Linked DNA regions of Mus musculus: regions 1, 2, 4 and 5 are each linked to region 3. A link is a contact called in public promoter capture Hi-C data. All regions are on one chromosome and are shown on one strand. The core of a region is the stretch at or near the end of the contact, and the rest is flanking DNA. Distances in the headings are between cores, read along the strand shown.

The links. Promoter capture Hi-C pulls out the DNA fragments that hold promoters and counts their contacts.
Region 1: a contact with region 3 is called in a promoter capture Hi-C map of liver, with 3 times the contacts expected there. The contact joins the promoter of Sdr39u1 here to the promoter of Cebpe in region 3. A contact is called at or near these places in 2 of 39 promoter capture datasets (liver and pre-B cells).
Region 2: a promoter capture Hi-C map of liver shows a contact between it and region 3, with 2.2 times the contacts expected there. The contact joins the promoter of Nynrin here to the promoter of Cebpe in region 3. A contact is called at or near these places in 2 of 39 promoter capture datasets (the C10 cell line and liver).
Region 4: a promoter capture Hi-C map of hippocampal neurons shows a contact between it and region 3, with 3 times the contacts expected there. The contact joins the promoter of Nop9 here to the promoter of Cebpe in region 3. A contact is called at or near these places in 2 of 39 promoter capture datasets (cranial neural crest and hippocampal neurons).
Region 5: a promoter capture Hi-C map of the C10 cell line shows a contact between it and region 3, with 4 times the contacts expected there. The contact joins the promoter of Ripk3 here to the promoter of Cebpe in region 3. A contact is called at or near these places in 3 of 39 promoter capture datasets (the C10 cell line and liver).

What each region holds. Positions count from the first base shown.
Region 1 is chr14:55,898,943-55,901,642 of GRCm38.p6, reverse strand. It overlaps Sdr39u1 (short chain dehydrogenase/reductase family 39U, member 1), which reads left to right and starts at 1,411. Exons shown (of 6, transcript NM_001082975.1): 1 at 1,411-1,453; 2 at 1,723-1,829; 3 at 1,914-1,996; 4 at 2,338-2,459. The coding sequence starts at 1,438.
Region 2 is chr14:55,852,673-55,855,372 of GRCm38.p6, reverse strand. Nynrin (NYN domain and retroviral integrase containing) reads right to left here and starts at 1,258. Exons shown (of 8, transcript NM_001040072.1): 1 at 947-1,258. The coding sequence starts at 1,144.
Region 3 is chr14:54,710,876-54,713,575 of GRCm38.p6, reverse strand. Cebpe (CCAAT/enhancer binding protein (C/EBP), epsilon) reads left to right here and starts at 1,402. Exons shown (of 2, transcript NM_207131.1): 1 at 1,402-2,127. The coding sequence starts at 1,618.
Region 4 is chr14:55,744,349-55,747,048 of GRCm38.p6, reverse strand. Nop9 (NOP9 nucleolar protein) reads right to left here and starts at 1,356. Exons shown (of 10, transcript NM_026403.3): 1 at 1,029-1,356; 2 at 439-888. The coding sequence starts at 1,275. Dhrs1 (dehydrogenase/reductase (SDR family) member 1) reads left to right here and starts at 1,365. Exons shown (of 9, transcript NM_026819.3): 1 at 1,365-1,608; 2 at 1,961-2,131. The coding sequence starts at 1,982.
Region 5 is chr14:55,787,534-55,790,233 of GRCm38.p6, reverse strand. Ripk3 (receptor-interacting serine-threonine kinase 3) reads left to right here and starts at 1,377. Exons shown (of 10, transcript NM_019955.2): 1 at 1,377-1,617; 2 at 1,853-1,996; 3 at 2,101-2,410. The coding sequence starts at 1,598. The region is part of intron 2 of Gm32092 (a long non-coding RNA gene); the gene reads right to left.

The sequences.
Region 1 (2,700 bases), core at 162-2,661, 1.2 Mb before region 3:
ACAGGAGTCTAGCATGGCTGTCCTCTGAGAGTCTCCACCCAGCAGATGACTCAGACAGATAAAGACACCCACAGCCAAACAGTAGATGGAGCTGGGGACTCTTATGGAAGAATGTGAGGAAGAATTGCAGCCCCTAAGGGGATAGCAACTTCACAGGAAGACCAATCGAATCAACTAACCTGGACCTTTGGGGCTCTCAGAGACTTAACTACCACCAAAGAACATACATGGGCTGGACCTAGTCCTCCCTGCACATAGGTAGCAGATGTACAGCTTGGTCTTCCTGTGGGTCCCACATAACTGGAGTGGGGGCTATCCCAAAGGCTGTTGCCTGTGTGTGGGATATGTTTTTCTAGCTTGGCAGCCTTGTCTGGCCTCAGTGGGAAAGGATATGCACCAGACACCAAACTTGGTTCTTAAAGTCCCAGAAGACAGTGTGGTTTCTACTCAAGGCAAAAATGCAGCGTTTCTTGTTTGGTTTCAGACCAGGATTATGCCCAGGGACTGAGGCAAATATTTTACATTTTTACATGTTTACAAAGCAGACATGGCCTCCAGATTCTCCCATCATCCCTCAGACCCTACCTGGCATACCTTGCCTCCAACCTTGAAGTTTCCAGACCAGGGGCCTGGCTGCCCTTCCTCAAGAGGCTCTTCCCTATAAAATTCAGACATTTTGTGCTCTCTCCCTACCCCCTCCCCCATCTCTCCTTCTCCCACCCCGTGTCTCTCTCTGCTCGGTCGCCCTTTCTCTCTTTCTCCTCTCCCCCACTCCTCTCCATGGTGAGTCCCCTGGCCTTAATCCTTGGGGCCAGTTAACTCCCAATAAACCTGCCTTTAATGTAAACTAGTCTGGCTTGAATCGGCTCATTTCACCAGCGGTAGAGAAATGCCTATCATTTCTAAAAGGAAGGGAGAAAGAACAGTAATTTTGGCTGGGCGATCAATCAAAATGATCTACAACTGGGCATTAGACTTGGTGAACTATGTGTTCCTGGAGGGCCCTGAAACGGATGAACTGGGAAGCAGGGCACGGGTGGGATGCACGCTTGTGAGAGCCTTAGCTGCGGAAGCAAGGACAAGAGTGCGCACATGAACTGGAGAAGAAACTCTGACACCCTCGAGTCCTGACAGAAGGAGGCAGAACAGTGAGAAAAGATGAAGAAGAATTCCACAGTGCCCGCCCCCTCCCCACGCCCAGCGCTTCGCGGTCTAGAGTTGTTCTTTAGGAGCGGATCCTTTCTGCACTTCGTCCTCCATCTCTTTTGCGTCATCCACCCCTCTTCCCAGAGAAATTTATGGTCCTTCGCTATTACTATAACTCCTTCCGGGTCGGGGGAGGGTGGGGCACACCTAGTACTGAGATTCGCGTGAGGTGAGGCTCGTAGTCGCGTCCGGTGTTTAAATCTCGCGCAGGCGTGCTAGCTCCCTGTCGCTATGCGGGTGCTTGTAGGTGAGGGAGGGCAGAGTGGCGGGCCGGCTTAGGCTGTAGCCGAGAGCTGAGAAAACAGGCCCACAGGGTGCAGTCTCCTAAGCAGGCAACCTAGCCTTGGTTTCCCAGCCCCAAAAGCTGAATCTGTGCGACCCTGTGACTTTTGTCACCTCTGCATCGCGGGGTGGGTTGGAGAGGCCTGATGTCAGATGGGGACCGCACCCAAAGGGGCCGCCAGCAGATGACCTACCGCCACCCCGCTGAGTAAACAGTTTGTGCTCCCCCATCAGGTGGCGGGACGGGATTCATTGGGACAGCCGTAACCCAGCTGCTGAGAGGCAGGGGCCACGAAGTTAAATTGGTCTCCAGACAGCCTGGCCCGGGTCGAATCACGTGGGTAGGTCGAGCTTCTGGAAGGTGGGTGGGAGGGCAATTTGCGCGGGAAGGACAGTACCAGCCGGCACTGTACTTTCTCCCACAGAGTGAACTCAGTGAGTCGGGGCTGCCCCTCTGCGATGTTGTCATCAACCTGGCTGGAGAGAATATCCTCAACCCTCTGCGAAGGTCAACAGGGCCATAAAGCAGTTATCACCTGTACAGGGGGGAGAGAGGGTCGATGCCTGTGACCCGTGCATGGTAGACATAAACTTGTGCAAGTGTCCCCTTAAGCCTTTGGAGCCTGTTATATATCAGCGTCTACTAAAGCCCAGTGTTGTGGATAAAGAGATATAGCCCATGCCTATTGGGGGCCGGGGGAGAGAGTCCTATCTTCTTAGCCACCCCGAGCTATGCATTAAGACAGGCTTAGGACAACAGACTTACTGGGAGGGGAGCCGGATGAGTGGGGAGGATATGGTCTAGGTGCATGTCTGCACTTTTGACCTTTTCTTTCATTTTCTCTGCAGATGGAATGAAACCTTCCAAAAAGAGGTTCTTACGAGCCGCTTGGATACTACCCACTTGCTAGCCAAAGCCATCACCGAAACTGCGCACCCACCTCAGGCTTGGATTCTAGTCACAGGTGTAGGTACGCTCCCAAATCACCAGCCTCTTACATTAACGGAGCCAGGGAGAACAGAGCAAGCAGTTGAGGCACTTGGGGCTTGCACCCGAATCACAGGTCCTTCCCAGGGTCACTGCCTAGGCCTCCAGCCTTGCAGGTTCTTCCTGACCCAGATCTGTACTGTCACAGTCTGGTCTTTATGGGTGTGGAAAGGCAGAATGGGGGTGTGGGGTACTTGGCTAGAGAGCCTTTATTGGGAGCCCTC
Region 2 (2,700 bases), core at 9-2,508, 1.1 Mb before region 3:
TGCTGGCTGTGTTCCGGGCCTCCCCTACCTAGGCCCTGACCAACTGAGATGTGGGTAGAGCTTCAGCCAAAGGGTTAAAGACTAGCTTGTATCCGAGAGAAGGGAGTCCAGAGCATTCCTACTGGAGAAGATAAGGGAATCTGAGGGAGTAGGGGGCCCTTGGGTGTGACTGAACCAGAGGGAGGAGCCCAGGCAGAGAAGCCAAGATGAGCGTAAAAGGGACAAGCTGCAACCTGGCCTCTCCAATATCCAGCTCCATACAGCAGGCCCTTTCATCTCAACGTCCATGATTCCCTGGCATCCCAAGGCACTGCCTTCCAGAACAGATGCATCCTACTCTGCCGGCAGGGTCCTAGGTTCTACAACCTCCACCAACCTACTCCTTCCTGACTCTGATGACTGAGGCAGACCCTCACCCTCTCTCTCTCTCTCTCTCTCTCTCTCTCTCTCTGAGTCCTACTGCTTCGTCTATAAACTGCCAACGCCACTCTACAAGTGTCTCTAGGGCCCTCCTCTGGTCCCAGTACTCAGAGAAACCGCCCAGGATTTAAGCAGACAGAAAGAACGGAGGCCTTCCAGTGTCTTGGTGAGAACAAAGACATATGTTGCAGAGGCCACAAAAATGCAGGCCCTTAAACTGATCCCAAGATGGAAAATCTGGGCCTGTTTCTGACCAGAGAAGGCTGGTAGAAAGAGACTCTCAGCAGAGGTTCTCTCAGCACACTTAAAGGACAGAAGTGACATGTAAGAGAGGGGTGGGGCAGAAGGGAAAGAAGGAAGCAGAGGGACAGAGCAGGGGCCCCGCAGATCTGGAGGGAGGGAGGCCCAGACCCTGCAAGCCAAACAGCAGGACAAGCTCAACACCTCTGGGGACTCTTGACTGTTCAGGAGAGAGGGAGAGGATCTGACTAGGAGGGAAAGGAAAGAACAAAACGAAGCTGTTTACCTTGGCTTTGCCCGTATTTTCCCGGGGCCCCTCCAGCTGCAGCCAAAAGTAAGGGGTGTCAGGACGGCTCTGGAAAGCGGTCACCTTGACCCTGAAGATGCGCTGGACTTGCAGCCGCTGCCGGTGTACCCGGGGCTTCGATTTTGTCTGCACCATGAACCATTCCTGCGCTGGGGGTTTACCCCCCGACAAAAGCATGGCTGTCCCTCCGGCCCCTGGAAAGCGTGAGAAGTGTCACGGGTCCCAGCACCGAGGCCCCCAGCCACCTAGCCCTGCAGCCTAAGCCACGCCTCCCCTCCTTGAGGCGCGCCCCCCGCCACCGCCTCCCTGCTGTGGGTTCTGCGACCCACCCGCCAGCGCTCCGCGCCCGCCCTCCCAGCTCCGTCCCTTTCCGCCGCAGCACGGGAGACAAACCCTTCCTGCTAAGGGTTGTAGCTAGGGGTGGGACCGAGCGGATTCCCGCCGCCCTTCCTCCCCCTCAACCACCACCCCCTCCTCCCCTTCGACCTCGAAGCCAGGCCCCCTGGATAAACTCGCCTGAGCTGCTGGATGGCTTAAAGGGGCGCTGGAGACTGAGGGAGGGAAGGAGAGGAGGCTGGGCGGGAGGGAGAGGGCCAAACAGGGTCTTGGAAGCAACTGCCTTCCACCCAAGTTTTGTGTTCAGGGGTCAAAGTTCCTTCCTCGAAGGAAGGAAAAGGAAGGATTGAAGAGTTGATCTCTGAGACCCTGGTTTTAGATTCCAAGCAGTGTTCTACACACACACACACCACATACACACCACACGCGCACACACACCACATACACACCACACGCACACACACAAACACATCACACACACACACACACATGATCCTTGGTCGTCTGGACTTCCCTTGAAAACCCTTTACTACACCCATCTCTTTGTGGCAGGAAAGGGTTAAGGGAAAATGGGGTGGAGAGACCACAGAGGCTAGGGCCTGTAGAAACTATGGGCTGGAGACCAAGCAGGACGTAAAGGGTTACAGCTCTGACCCCCACCCCCACTCTAGTCTGGGGACCGCCTGGAACTGGCTCTAGGCCCAGGCCCTGCGGAAGCCCCCCAGGGCTGGAGGGGCAGGGGGTTAGCTGCCAGAGTTTTCAGGCTCGGGTTGTTTAGGAGAACCCCTTTTTTTAGCAAGTGTGAGTTAGAGTGTGAGGAGCCAGTGGGAGGTAGGGTCTCCAATCATCCTTATCCACAGCCATATGGTTGGCATCAGTGGTCCAAGACTAGCCCTGGGCTGGGGACACTCTCAAAACCCGAGCTGCCTTGGAGACATGCTCAGTACAAAGAACACTTTATGTGGTCTTGTAGCCTGAAGTAGCCTGGCACTGGGAAGGCACAGTCTGCAGCTGGGGCCTCGAGAGAACCTTACTTTCCAAACAAACCAAGAGTCACAGTCTGACAGACACAAGTATGACCTGACCCACGGGAACAAAGGACAGCTATTTTTTTTTTTAAACTGAGTCCTTTCCTAGGACATCGGTGTTACAGAGCCACCGATGTGTGTATGTATGCAGGCCAGTGGGGAGGTGCACGCTGTGCAGAAGGGGCCCAGGGGGAAAAGATTCAGGTTACTGCCAGACTAGACTGGATGGTCAAGCCCCACCTTTACAAGGTCTCATCCCTGGAATGGAATTCAGAGAAATAAAAGGTGGGTCTGTGGGGTTCTGGGTAACGAGTTCTTCAACCCTGCCCCTCCAGAAGGCTTTGAAGTCAGAGGCTGTCTGAGTGACCC
Region 3 (2,700 bases), core at 153-2,652:
CACACACACACAACACACACACACACTCACATACTTTAGAATAATGAAAATAAATTCATTTTAAAAATTCTGTCCCTCCCCCTAGAACATCTGTTTGCAATAAAAGAGCCAGGAAGGTATGGTAGCACAGCTATCAACTCAGCTCCGTGGAGAATGAAGCAGGAAGATGAGAGTTCAAGGCCAGGCTAGGCTAAAAGGGAGGCTCAACCTAAAAAAAAACAAACAACTGAAAAGTGACACACTTCTCATGTCTCTGTGTTCTTTTCTTGTCAGTAAATCCAGAACCGTGTCTGAAGCAGGGCCACAACCAAACTGGAGAGAGCAGGAAGTTCCGAACAAAACAGAAAAATGAACTTTGGGGGTTAGTAGAAGATCAAGAAGGGCGGGCAGGCAGCTACCAGCTTCTCCTTCGGACCCCGAAACAGCCCCAGGAAGAGGTGAGGACAAGAGAGAAGACTTCTCAAGCCTACAAGAGGAAGTGGACCCGAGAGACACGCACAGGTCAGAAAACAAGGGCCTGCATGCAGCTCAGGGCACAGGAAATAGGAGGCAGAGCCTCAGGCCAGCGCGGGTGGGGTCAGCCAGAACAGCTTTTAGGGTGGAGCAACTGGGACCTCCAGCAGATCCTTTCTGTTGGTTCTGAGGCTGCAGCTTGCCTGGGCCTGAGGTACAGGACCCATGTCTTGACCAGAAACCTCAGCTATGTCCTGGCAGCCCCGGACTGTGCCAGGCTGCTAGCCATAGCCAGATCTGGAGACATGCACACAAGCCCTGTGCAAAGACCTAACCGAAGAACCTTAATAGGGGCCCTCTGGAGGCAAAGGCAGGCAGAACTCTGTGAGTTCAAGGCCAGCCTGAGCTACATCGTGAGACCCTGTCTCAAAACTAGCAAATGGGCATACCCTGTACTAGGGCCAGGGGTAGCTTGGTCCTAGAATCTACTACTACTTCCCAAACCCTTCAAACAATGATGGTCTACACAGAGAAAAATGTCTTGGGAGGTGGGGCTACAGAAGGAACTGACTTACCCCGGGGTAGGTGGAGTTCAGGACTTGGGGGTGGGGGCGGGGAGGGGGGGGGACGGGACAGGGAGGAAGATGCATCAAGGGAGGAGTTTAGACCAAGTTGGCACTGGGGGAATGCTTTGTCTATTGGCTCTGGCTTGACACCTCACTCTGCACAGGTCTCTTTGGAAATCGGAGGAAGACAGATATTCAGAGAAGCTACTCTGGGCAAGGGATTAGAATCCCTTGAACTCGCAGGGCAAAAAGGGCCATTTTCTCAAACAGCAACTTCTGGACTGTGGCTGGGGCCTTCGCAAAGAGCGCCCTAACTGCTAAGCACCCCTCCCTCCGGGGTGTGCCCTGCCCCTCCCTTAGTCACCCCAAGGAGAGAGAGGAAAAGGGAAGAAAGGAAGAGGTACTGACTACAGAAGGAAAGGGAAGCAGAGGAGGAGAGAAGCCACGTAGGAGTTGGTGACGGAGAAGACCAGAGAGGGCAAACCTAGGGCAAATCTAGGACCGGGGGAGATCCAAGAAAGGGCAGGCTGAGCATCCCAACGGGCGGGCGCCCCCAGCACAGGACCCAGGGGCGGGGAGCCAAGGGGGCGGGCCGGCCATGTCCCACGGGACCTACTATGAGTGCGAGCCTCGGGGTGGCCAGCAGCCACTTGAGTTCTCAGGGGGTCGAGCTGGGCCCGGGGAGCTGGGGGACATGTGTGAGCATGAGGCCTCCATCGACCTCTCCGCCTACATCGAGTCTGGGGAAGAACAGCTACTTTCTGACCTCTTTGCCATGAAGCCAACGCCTGAAGCCCGAAGCCTTAAGGGCCCAGGAGCCCCCTCGTTTCCTCACTACCTGCCGGCTGACCCTCGGCCATTCGCCTATCCCTCACACACATTTGGCCCAGATAGGAAGGCTTTGGGGCCTGGCATCTACAGCAACCCAGGGAGCTACGACCCCAGGGCTGTGGCGGTGAAGGAGGAGCCTCGTGGGCCAGAGGGCAACCGAGGCACCAGTCGAGGCAGCTACAATCCCCTGCAGTACCAAGTGGCACACTGCGGGCAGACAGCCGTGCACCTCCCCCCGACCCTGGCAGCACCTGGCCAGCCCTTGCGTGTCCTCAAGGTAAGACCAAGGTAGCTCTCCCCGCTTCTTCCCCCCAGGGTGGAGCAAGGTGGGTGGTTGAGGGAATTCTGACTACTGGGCTTCCCTAACAAGTCTATGTTTGGTGCTCCTCTGTGAACATGCCCTACCCCAAGGTCCTGTTTCCCAACTCTGTGAATTTATTTCTTAGAACTCGGCTGTGTCCTGAAGACACTTGTAATAGCTGCTCTGCCCTGATCTCAGGCAGGACCAGGTTTCCTGCTGTGCACTATACCTCTTGCTTCTCTGCTGCCTGCTTTTGGATGAGGAAACATGGCTGACTAGAATTTTAGAACGGGAGACTTATTACAGACAAACCAAAGGGAAGGGAATAATGAGAGCATGATAGAAAGCTTTGGTCTCAGACCAAGGACCATATGTATCTGGGTTACGGTCCTTCACAGAGACAGGGAGATGGATGCCTGGGAGATCGGAGCTCTCTGGGAGTCCTGTATCCCTTTGAGGCCTCACATATGCTCTCCCTGCTGGGTTTCCTGCTTAGCCTTCACTCTGCCTCCTGGTGGACCCTCACCTCTCTGTCCCCCTTACCCTCCA
Region 4 (2,700 bases), core at 107-2,606, 1.0 Mb before region 3:
ATGATAAGAGTGATTGCTACTAAGCCTGACAACCTGAGTTCAATACCCAGAACCCACATGGTGGAAGGGGAGAACTGACACCCACAAAGTCGTCTTCTCCCCTCCACAAGAACACTCCAGAAGGCACACACATTCGAGTGTGTACACATGCCCAGACGTATTTAAAAAAAAAAAAATTCTTACTCTGAGTTGTGGAAATAAAAATGTGAAACACATTGCTCCCTCTGTGTCTCTGCTAGTAATAGTTGGTCCTTGAATTCAAGTGTATCCATCCTTACTAGGCACACTATACTTTGGCCTTCCAGGTTCTGCCCCAAGGGTCTGCTGATTCTTTACGGTCAAGTTTCACCACAAAGATGAACTCTTCTGTTTACTGGCTTCGGAACTTCCTGACCACTCCTGCTCACCAACCCCTCTTCCCTTTCTTACAGTACTTACCAGACGACTGGGAGCCACGGGGCTTGCCTCTCTCGGACTCCAAAAGAGTACCTCCCAAGACCTGCAGCAGAGTTCTGACCACGAAGCTGCCATGCGTGTCTCCACAGAAGAACAGAAAATCATCACACACTTCAGCGGCTAGTCCCAGGACTAGCTCCTCCAGAGTTTGCGAGGGACCACCCTCCTCCTCTTCCTCCTCCTCCTCCTCTGCCTCCGCAGGACGCCTCAGCAATCGAGGTAGCTGCAGCAAAGCACTTTGTAATACGTGGACCCCACACCGATGACAAGCCACGAAGCGCAAGTTGGGGCGCAGAGCGGCCCACACTCGACACAGGGGTTTCAAAGGACTGAACCCCAAAAGCTCCTGCAGCATTTCGCTACCAGTCCTGTTCGTGGCCAAGGCTAGAGCCTGAGCCTCCACTTCCTTCAAAATATTGCGCGCCATCAACTCTTTAAAAAAAAAAAATGGGGTCATAAATAAACCGTTAGGCTGAGAGGAGGAGAAGACTTACCCATCACTTAGCCAAGACCTCCCCTGAAAGTTCGGCGTGTGGGTTTTCCACTTAACCCACGGCGTTAGCTGCTCCTACCTCGTTCTTCGGCGGCGTCGGGAGCCACTTTTAGCGCTGACAGCGCCCGTCGGAAATATCCAAGAGCCTCCGGGCTCAGATGCGGGAGAGCCTCGGGGGCCTGCTCCGCACGCGCGGCTGCCGGCAGCCGGGGATAACCATCGCGGCCGGGAGGGGGACGTCCCGAACCCCGGGCCGCGCGTCCCCGCCGGCCGGCACCCGAGAACTGGCGTCGCGCTTTGTGAGCGGAACGCGGCCCCAACCCCATGCGTGCTTTGGGACCAGCCGTTCACGCTTCCCGGTTGCAGCTCCCACAACCGCCGGCGCGCTCCGGACGCACGGGGACGTCATGAGTCTGCGACGGGGCGGGCGGGAGGGCATGATGGGCGTGGCTGCAGGTCGCCCTTCCCCATTTGCGGACTCCACCCCACTGGGTCTGACCCTGGAACTCCAGGGCTATCTTTGACTGGTTCCATATCATCGTTATCCGCACCCGGACTTCCATCCAGGCACGCACTCCAACGTGGCAAGAATCAAAGTTCTCAAACTATAGATCTGGCGATCTGGGCAGAAAGAAACCCAGAGGCTGCGTCTGCTGCTGGTAAGGCTCTGACCACTTCAGGGGTCAGGGATTCGCGGTTCTCCGTGGGTCTGGACGGGTAGCCAGAACTCCAGAGAGCCCAGGACTCTTCGTGGCCATACCCTGTTAGGCTGCATTGCCAGATTCCCTACCAAGTCAGCTTCACTCAGAGGTTCGTGATAGTATTGTGTGTAACGCTGGAGAGTCCTGGGACTCTCCTAAAAGGACAGCCTGGCCTGAGACTTTGACTCAGGTATCCTTCTGTCAAATTTCTCTCCCCTCAAAATAGTCCAAACTTGTCTAGCCCTCACAGAGACCTGGATTCAGCACACAATCTACAGGATTCCCTCAAAGCGACTCTTTACCTCCACAGATATCCCCTTTGATGTGAGTCATGGTAGCGCCTATGAAGGGCCAAGTGTGTGTGGTAACTGGTGCCTCCAGGGGTATTGGCCGTGGCATTGCCTTACAGCTTTGCAAAGCAGGTGCCACAGTTTACATTACCGGCCGCCATCTGGATACGCTTAGAGCTACTGCCCAGGAGGTAAGTGACCACCTGAATTAATCACTGTGATTACTATACCCCCCCCAACAAATCGCAATGTTTACTGAATACCATAAATAATAATCTAGGATTGATTTTTTTTCTACCAAGAGAGCTTAATGGGAAGAAAAATCTTTCTGTTTGAGAGTTTCAGGTTTTGCAAAGAAAAAAAAATTGTACTGGTGGCTTCCTCTAATTTTCCTCTTCCCTGGCATTGGGTTTTGCATGCCTTTGATGCCAGCACTCAGGAGCCAGAACCTCTCTGTGATTTCAAGGTCTACATAGTGAGTTCCAAACCGGCTACAGAGTGAGACCTTGTGGGGAGGAAAAAAGCCGGCATGGCATGCATGCCTATATAACCCAGCACTGGAGACATTGGGCCAGGAGATTTCAAGTTGAAGGTCAGCTTGAGCTATGTAGTAAGACCCTCTCAAAAAAGCTCTTAGGCTTTAGTTGGCTTAGATTGGTGATCCAGTTAGAAGACGATTTAAGTTTTAGATAGTTCACCCTGGCTGGATTGTGAAGAAGTGACTTGAAGAAAAAGACTTGAAGTCAGGCGAGGCATTGCT
Region 5 (2,700 bases), core at 128-2,627, 1.1 Mb before region 3:
CCAACAGTCTGACACTCTAGGATCTTGAAAAGCTTTCATGGAGAATATATGCCATGCTTGCCTGAAGCATGAATCAGAGTATTTACTTGCCAAAGGTATCACACAAGGGGAAGGGTGGGAAGCCCTTAGAGCTGCTACAGAGGCCATCACAGCAGCAGTGGCTCGATTGCAGGGCCAGCACACCTATCCTCATTACAACACCCTGGCATAGACCCTGGGCCTTCCAGCTCCACAACCCCTACTTAGTAGCTGCTCTTGCTGAGCAGGGATTCCAAGAGGTCCTTTAGTGCATACTGCGTGCCTCATACCTTACCTGCACCACAGGTAGATTTATATAGCCCAGAGGCATTGTCAAGAAGAATAAGCTAACTTGAGCTGGAGTGTGTGTGTGTGTGTGTGTGTGTGTGTGTGTGTGCCGCTTAGTAGGCAAAATTCTTGTCATGCAAGCATGAGGACCTGAACTCATATTCCCACAACTAAAGTGACATTGGGGACAGTAGCCCATGTATACCATGCCAGTGTTCCTACAGCAAGATGAGAGACAGGAGAATACTGGGACATTAACAGGCTAACACATAGCATTATGCACACAGCAGAGAACAAACTGACCCTATCTCAAACAAGGTCGAACACCTACACACACACACACACACACACACACACACACACACCATGACATGCACCCCTTCACCACATGCATGGTCATGCACACACATAAATAAATTTTAAGATAAATAAGAAAGCCAAGCATGGTGGCGTACACCTTTAATCCCAGCATTTAGTCAGGAGGCAGATGCAGATGGCTCTCTGTGAGTTTGAGTCAACCTGGTCTGTATACTCGAGTCCCAGATCAACCAGGGCTCCAAAAAGAGACCCTGTCTCAAAAGTAAGTAAGTAAGTAAGTAAGTAAGTAAGTAAGTAAATAAATAAATAAATAAATAAATAAAATAAGGGCTACCTTGGTGGAGCAGAACTCGGTTCTAAACTAGTCCCATACTTACTTGGCCAAGCGATTTAAACTTTAAGTACTTGGGTTTCCTCCTCTATAGAAAAGAAAACACGGTTGATCTAAGAAGCCAGTATGTGTACCTGGCCCAAGACAACCCTTACTAGAAGCGTTACTCCGTGATCTTAGGACCATAAAATCCTCCTGATCTCCATCCTCCCTTCATCAAAATGTGGTTGGCAAGCGGTGGAGCTAAGGGGTCCAAGAGAGACTGGCTATCGTGGGGAGTCAATCGTTCCTGGATGGTGAGGACACCTTTTGTGGCACGCCCAGTGCCTGGGCGCTTCTCGGGTGGAAGCAGTTTCAAGGCACGTGCACAGGAAATAGCCCCAAAGTTTTCAATGCTCCACCCCAGGGGGCGGAGATAGAAGGAGCCTCTTATTTGAAAGGGAAGTTGTGAAGTCGCTCATTCAAAGTCCGGGGGAGCGACCTGGGAAGCGGAATTCGGGGCCTGAACCTCCGTGCCTTGACCTACTGATTGTTCCCTTTGCAGACCCTGCCTTCCTCTCAGTCCACACTCCGAGCCGTAGACGTCGGGTTTCCAGCTCCGTCTGTGCACACATAACTCCAGGAAGCCGCTAGCTCCCGACGATGTCTTCTGTCAAGTTATGGTGAGTGGGGAGTGAGCTGTGTCTCCGGCACACCCACACAGGTGGCCCGGGGACACACTCAAAGGACGCCTTTTCTGAGGCAGGGGACAAAGCTGGGGGTGAGGCGGGCAGCAGTGGGGAGGCTAGACTCGCTGCCTACGCTGCCCACGCGCAGTCACGGAATCCCGGAGCTTGGGAGACAGAGGATGCGCTAGGCTGGGGGATGGGCCCCCTACCGGACAAGAACCTTTCTCAGGCCTACTGGTGCGTCAGCGGTTCCTCTGGTGAGCCGTGAAGAACTGAAGAAGCTGGAGTTTGTGGGTAAAGGAGGGTTCGGAGTCGTGTTCCGGGCACACCACAGAACATGGAACCATGATGTAGCAGTCAAGATCGTGAACTCGTGAGTGACCCCAGCTGTAGTCAGAGTGTGGTCACGAGCCTGAGTGGGGCAAGGGTGGGGTCTTCCAGAGCGCAATCCAATTTTGGCCCCCTTTCGGCGTGTAGGAAGAAGATATCCTGGGAGGTGAAGGCTATGGTTAATCTTCGTAATGAGAACGTTCTGCTCCTGCTGGGGGTCACTGAGGACCTCCAGTGGGACTTCGTGTCCGGGCAGGCTCTGGTGACAAGATTCATGGAGAATGGCTCCCTCGCAGGGCTGCTGCAACCCGAGTGCCCTCGGCCCTGGCCACTCCTCTGTCGCCTGCTGCAGGAAGTGGTGCTGGGGATGTGCTACCTACACAGCTTGAACCCTCCGCTCCTGCACCGGGACCTCAAGCCCTCTAACATTCTGCTGGATCCAGAGCTCCACGCCAAGGTTAGTCCATCTACAACCTAGTGTAGACTTGGGACCATGTTGAGTACCTGTCCCTCTGAATACAAGACTACACACATGACAAGACCCAACTAGGAGTTTTATTTCTAGTCATACCAGGTGACCCTCCTTACCAGACGCCCTTCTTAACCCCCTGGCTCAGTTCCACAGGCCTAATGCACCCTCACGGACCCAGGCTGACTTATCTCAGGCCTGCCCATCAGCAACTCAGATCTCCTGCTAAGTTCTCAATGACTTTACCTTCCCTCTGGTCCTCCATAACACCTTCCAAA